Regions from separate parts of the Ovis aries genome. Here region 2 is linked to region 1. The links are chromatin contacts, called in public Hi-C maps. All regions are on one chromosome and are shown on one strand. The core of a region is the stretch at or near the end of the contact, and the rest is flanking DNA. Distances in the headings are between cores, read along the strand shown.

Region 1 (2,914 bases), core at 142-2,641:
ATGCAAGAAAGGGATAAAGAAGGAACAATTTCATTTAAACTTGAGGTTTTGGAAGGACTAGATATAATGTTAGTAACAAACAGTGTGGACTTCCTTTGTTAGAAGATGAATACTTGGTGAGACACTGAATCTGGGGTCACCATGTCACCCACTTTGCAAAACACTGGTCTCTAGGCACAGTATTTTTATTATTTTGTGTAATTTTTCTTTATCTCCTGGCATTCCCATGAAGGCCCTTTCTCATTTTTCTTCCTGTGAAAGTGAAACAAAGACAACGGAGTCTATAACTTCAGAGGTCTTGAAATTCTGTTGTTCATACCGCCAGTTAAAATGATTTCTGAATTTTTCGTTGCTTTCCCTTCAGCAGAGTTTCATTTGCTAAAGATCTGAGACGCAGAGAATTCGATTCTGTGGGCTGATACAATCGTGCTTAATAGGTACAGATATCTCCTAAGATATCTCGTGGCTTTTAAATTGTTCAGGATTTTATAAATACCATAACCTCAGCATATTAAAACATTAAGGGATTTCTTCAGATTCCCAGAGCCTTAAAGTTAGACTATGCAAATATGTGCGAGTGTGTTCCCATAGTGCAGAATAAAAGTTATGGCAGGGGTTTTCAGAGCAGCATCACTATAAGCGTCGCTCCTGCCACTGCCTTTCACAAGGGCCCACTTGCTGTGAAATATTTTGAAAACCGAGCTGAAGGGAAGATAACGCAGAGCGCAAACAGGCGGAAATACGAATAAACTGAGCGTGGCTGGCAGAAACAGTGAGGTTGGCAGTTTCCGCAAAGGAAGAGAAGGCTTGGTAAACCTGGGGGAAAAACCCGCCCAGAGCTGTTGTTTAGAAACCTCCCCACCTCCGTTTCCCTTGCCCCTAGAGTGGGGGAGCTCCCCAGAGCCGAGGAAGCAGCCCCCCAAAACCACTTCCGCAACTGCAGCTTCCCTTCTCAAGCCCCCAGGGATTAGCGCCTTCTGAGGCCACGATTCCCTGTGACCCAAAAATAACTACACAGATAGGAGAGAAAGGTCCAAAGATTGAGGCACAAGGAAGTACTCAGTTACCTCCTTATCGCTTATAGCCAGAACGCTGGAAACCTAACCCCGCGCCAGCCTTTTATAGAGAGTCCCTTGAGCCCCGCCCTAGCAACTTCTCTTAGCAACGCCTCGCCCCGGTGCGCTGCCTTCTTATCGGCCTCTGCCAGGCCCTTCCTGTTCCCCTCCCCCAGTCAGCTTTGCTCGGCTGCTTCAGGTCACGTGACTGTCCCGAGGGGAGGGGCGGGGCGGGCAAACGCGTGAGGGGCGGGGCGCTGCGTGAACGAGCTTACGTCATCAAGATACGCCGGGTGGGTGGTGCTTCTTAGCCCTCCTGGGAGTGTCGAGGTTCCGCGACTGGGTGAGATGGCGGAGACGGCGGCGCTGGTGTGGCTTCGGGGCCCTGGCTTCGGGTGCAAGGCGGTGTGGTGTAGTTCGGCCCCGTGCTCCGTACGAGATTTTATCTGTCGACACTGCAAAGATCAGGTGAGGTTTGTGGTTCCTGGAAAGAAGAGGACAGAGGAGGTCAGGGGCAGGAATAGGTGCGGTGAGGGTGTGTCGGGGGGGGGGTGTCTATTTTGGGGGTTTTTCAGTTTTTGAGGCTGAGGGTTCCTCAGTTTCAGACTGATAATGAGGGCTTCCGTCGCTTTTGTTTTGTGATGGTTTTGTCCCAGAGAAGGGAGAAAAACCCTTCTGCTCACAGGCGCTATAGTCCGGCCCTCAGTCTGGACTAACAGACCCTTTGGTATTATTCTCTTCATCCGTAAAGGAGGCATTTGGCCCAGATGATTTTTAAGGCTCACTTCCTTACGTTCACTCTACGGTTATGTGACGTGCATTTTTGTCCATTGATAACACAGCCGTTAGCTCCATCCTAGAGAAGTATGTCATATCCAAAGGATGATTGGGAACGAAGTGGATCCTTCTGGTCACTGGTCGTGGCCAAGCACTCACATAGGCCCTGTCGAGAGCATGATCTTAGGGCCTGTCATTTAGACGATTTCATTAATCATACTATGCTCTTATTTGTCCAGGCGTATTTTTCAAAAACTTATAAAGTTACACATGTGTAGTTTACTTAATTATGACGTAAGCAGGCTTTTACCAACTATAAGATATTAAACCTGTTATGTTATATAAAGAATTAGATGCTCTCCTTGAATCTAATTTTAATTTTGACATTTGACCTCTTACTCTATTTTTCTTTATAAGCACACCTCCTCCGTGTTTCCCTAGACTTTCTCTGGTTGTAATTTATGAGCTTAACACATGTTAACACTGCAGTCTAAACCACATCTTTACTTGGACTGGTTCCATGAAGAAGCAGTGTCTATTTGCCAGTCGTGTAGTTTTTCAGTTTCCTGTTTTCTTCCTATACATCAGTCCAGTTTAACTGCTGTCAGAACAGACAGTTTCCATCAGTTTGCCATCTGAATGGGGAAATCTTTTCCAAAATAGGTGGATTTTAATATCTTTGAAAATAACTCTTATCTCATGAGTAAAATTTTCAAACTCATTGACAGTTCATCCAAAGTGGGACCAGAAAAATTTAGACCTTAATTATGAGGAGTCTTGGAAAAAATTTAAAATAAGAAGTAAGAAATATGAATGAATGAATTCAGTCATATACTTAAGAAACATGGCCATAATAAGGATGAACAAAACCACAAAACTTATAAAAGGGCATTTGATGAGATACTGGAATAAATAAAAATAGCGCAGTTTCACACCTGTGCCTTTTAAAATAAAACTAATCTGACACATGATAAAGTTGGTGTTAGTTCTCCCTGAAGAAGTGAAAAATCAGCCCAGCGGTTCATTAGGCTGGGATAACAGACATAGATAGAGCCAGCTGCAAAGTCAATATAAAGTGTTTT
Region 2 (2,914 bases), core at 217-2,716, 110 kb before region 1:
CGTGCATCCAGCGGCTGCTGCTGATGCGAGCAGTTCCCTCTGGTGTTTTCCCTCAGTAGCTCCTCCCAGATGTTTTTGTTTTTGTTTTTTTTTAATTTTAGTTTTTTATTTTTTAAATTTTAAAGTCTTTAATTCTTACATGCATTCCCAAACATGAACCCCCCTCCCACCTCCCTCCCCATAACATCTCTCTGGGTCATCCCCATGCACCAGCCCCAAGCATGCTGCATCCTGCGTCAGACATAGACTGGCGATTCAATTCACATGATAGTATACATGTTAGAATGTCATTCTCCCAAATCATCCCACCCTCTCCCTCTCCCTCTGAGTCCAAAAGTCCGTTATACACATCTGTGTCTCTTTCCCTGTCTTGCATACAGGGTCGTCATTGCCATCTTCCTAAATTCCATATATATGTGTTAGTATACTGTATTGGTGTTTTTCTTTCTGGCTTACTTCACTCTGTATAATCGGCTCCAGTTTCATCCATCTCATCAGAACTGATTCAAATGAATTCTTTTTAACGGCTGAGTAATACTCCATTGTGTATATGTACCACAGCTTTCTTCTCCCAGATGTTTAGAGTCGAGCATGTGACTGACAGGCTGCCTTTTCGGGGATGTAAGAGGCTTGGTGAGCTCCCACTTGGGCCTTTCCTGGCCTGACAGGGCCTCACCTGGCTGGGCAGGCCGCCCATGGCCACCACTGCTGAGCACTCCTCAGGGAGGAGCTGGAGAGAGGCTTGGGCTGGGGAAACTTTTGCTGGTGATGAATCCTCTGCGTGTACTGCTGTCGAGTGTCACTTTTACAAGCAGTCAGCTCCAGCCCTCAGTGGGGCCGCTTCCGGGGTGCCCTCACCACCCTCTACCAGCCCTCAGACCCTCTTCAACTTCATCCCCGCTGGGCCCATCTTCTCCAACCCAGACAGAGCCCCGAGCCTCTCTCTTCCAGGTGGCTCCTCACTGCCCTCAAAAGCCCCTGGGCTGCCAGGCTCCAAACAGTCCGCTCAGATCTTTCCTCTGCTCAGCTGGACACCTTCACCTGACACTTTAGACATGTATTTACTGAACCTCTGCCGCGTGCCAGGTTCCAGAGCCCGGAGGCAGACAGGCCCTGGTGGTGGGCTCTCTACTCGTCCCCCAGCTGCCTCTGACTCTTCCGGCAGCAACCACTCCCCACCCCGCGCCCGCCGACTTCCTCACCATCTCCCCCTGCTCCCCACGTCCGTCCTGCTTCAGCCTTGCACTGGAAGGCAAGGCCGGAGCCCTGTGCTCGCGGAACGCTCCCCTCCCCGGTCTGGGCTGCAGCCGCCCCTCAAGTAAGAGCCTGTCTTCTCCGGGCAGCACCCAGGAGCTGGGACCAAATCAAATCCTCAGAAGCAGCAGCGGCAACTCCCTCGCCCCGTTCTGACTTCACAGCCCAGGAAGCGGCGCCTCTTGACTGGGCTCTGCAAATAAAGGGCGACTTCTGAAAAGCAGAGGGTGCCGGGGACTTAGGCAGCACCGCCTCCCTCACAGGGACGGGGGCGGCCTTTTCCCCGCCTCTGCGCCTCGGCCCCCCCGGGGGACTGCCGGGGAGGGGTGCGGTTCCCTCGTCCGCCAGAGGCTCACGCTGGCCCCGGAGACCTGGGTTCGGGTCCGGGCGGTGCCGGGTGACTCAGAGCGTCACCTGCCCGCCCGGAGAAGGTGTTCTCGGCGGCAGAGACGGGCGATCACAGCCGCCTGCTCGTCTCACCCGCGAGGGGCGAGGCCCGGGAGGCGGCGGGCACCGGGCCTGGCGAGGCCGCGGGTGCGGAGGGGCGGGGCTCGCGGCGGACAAAGGGCGGCGGGGGGCTGGCGGGGGTCCCTGCGGGGGCTCCTCCTCGCTCACCGCCACCCCCGCCGCCTCCCCGCCCCGGGGCCCCGCGGGCGCGCCCCTCGGCCGGTGGCCCGAGCGGAGCCGCGCGCCGCCGCGACAATAGGCACCATTTCCGCTCGGCGCGGCTCCCCCTGGCTCCTCCCCGCGGGTCCCGAGCGCGAAGGCGTCTCTCCCGTTTTATAGACCAGGTGTTCCTGTCGACTTCATTGATTTTTTTTACAAAAGTTCAGTTCCATCCAAGAGTGCTTCCTCCTCGGAGAAAAGGGGGCGCGCGGGCGCGAGGCCCGGACACCCTCGCGCGCGGGGGGAATCCCAGGCTGCCGTCGCCCCCGCCCGGCGGCGTAGCGGGGGGAACCCGCGCTCCCGCTCCTTGCCCGCGGCGGCCACCAGAGGGCGCCCGGCGCCGGCCCCCTCGGTCCTCCCGCGCCCCTGCCGCCCAGACCTGGCCGAGCGCGCGACCTGGGCTCGGGCAGGGGGTGCCCCCCGGCTGAGGTCCGCGGAGGCGGGCTACCCTGCTTCGGCGCTGGGCGGCGGGGACCTTCTGCCTGCAGAGCAGCCGGCCTGGGCTGGCGGGGAGGGATCGGGGAGGGGGGTGTGTGCCTTGGGAGACAATCGCGCGGACCCTGTCCCGGCCCGAACCTCCGGAGGCCACCAGTCAGAGAACCGAGCCTGGTCGCTGTGTGACCTCGGGACAGGTATTGACCGTCCTGGGGGTCTCGGTTTTCGGCCTGAGGACGGAGAATGAGCACTGCCCCTCAGCCTGCGGGGCGCGATCCCGAGGCGCCCCAAGCTCACCCGTGGAGGCCCGGCGGTGGAGGTGGGCTTTCCCAGCGCGGCACGAAATGGTACCAACTGCCTCCTTATGTATTTATTGAAATAAAACGTGGGTGAGGATGGGAGCCAGATCCTCTCATTTCCAGGTGCAGCAAGCCCAAACTCTGTGATGTCGCGACTGGGCATCCAGAGCAGCTCTTTTGAACACACTCTGTACAGGGAAATCTGGCATCCGCTTAACAAAAGGATTCCTCCCTTTACCAAATCGTTTGCGATGGGATTT

What was found. A called contact is a pair of places that touch in the nucleus more often than the background predicts.
Region 2: a contact with region 1 is called in a Hi-C map of hypothalamus, with 3 times the contacts expected there. The contact joins the enhancer-like site here to the promoter of SDE2 in region 1. A contact is called at or near these places in 3 of 16 Hi-C or Micro-C datasets (blood, hypothalamus and liver).

Annotation. Positions count from the first base shown.
Region 1 is chr12:28,306,360-28,309,273 of ARS-UI_Ramb_v3.0, reverse strand. It overlaps SDE2 (SDE2 telomere maintenance homolog), which reads left to right and starts at 1,391. Exons shown (of 7, transcript XM_004013632.5): 1 at 1,391-1,523. The coding sequence starts at 1,404.
Region 2 is chr12:28,421,198-28,424,111 of ARS-UI_Ramb_v3.0, reverse strand. No RefSeq gene overlaps it. Among named protein-coding and RNA genes, the nearest start is that of H3F3A, 55 kb to the right of the region's middle. Within about 2 kb of position 1,466, at least 39 of the 54 cell types and tissues checked have an H3K27ac peak or open chromatin away from gene starts, as enhancers often do. A contact at or near this core is called in hypothalamus and liver, where this site is marked.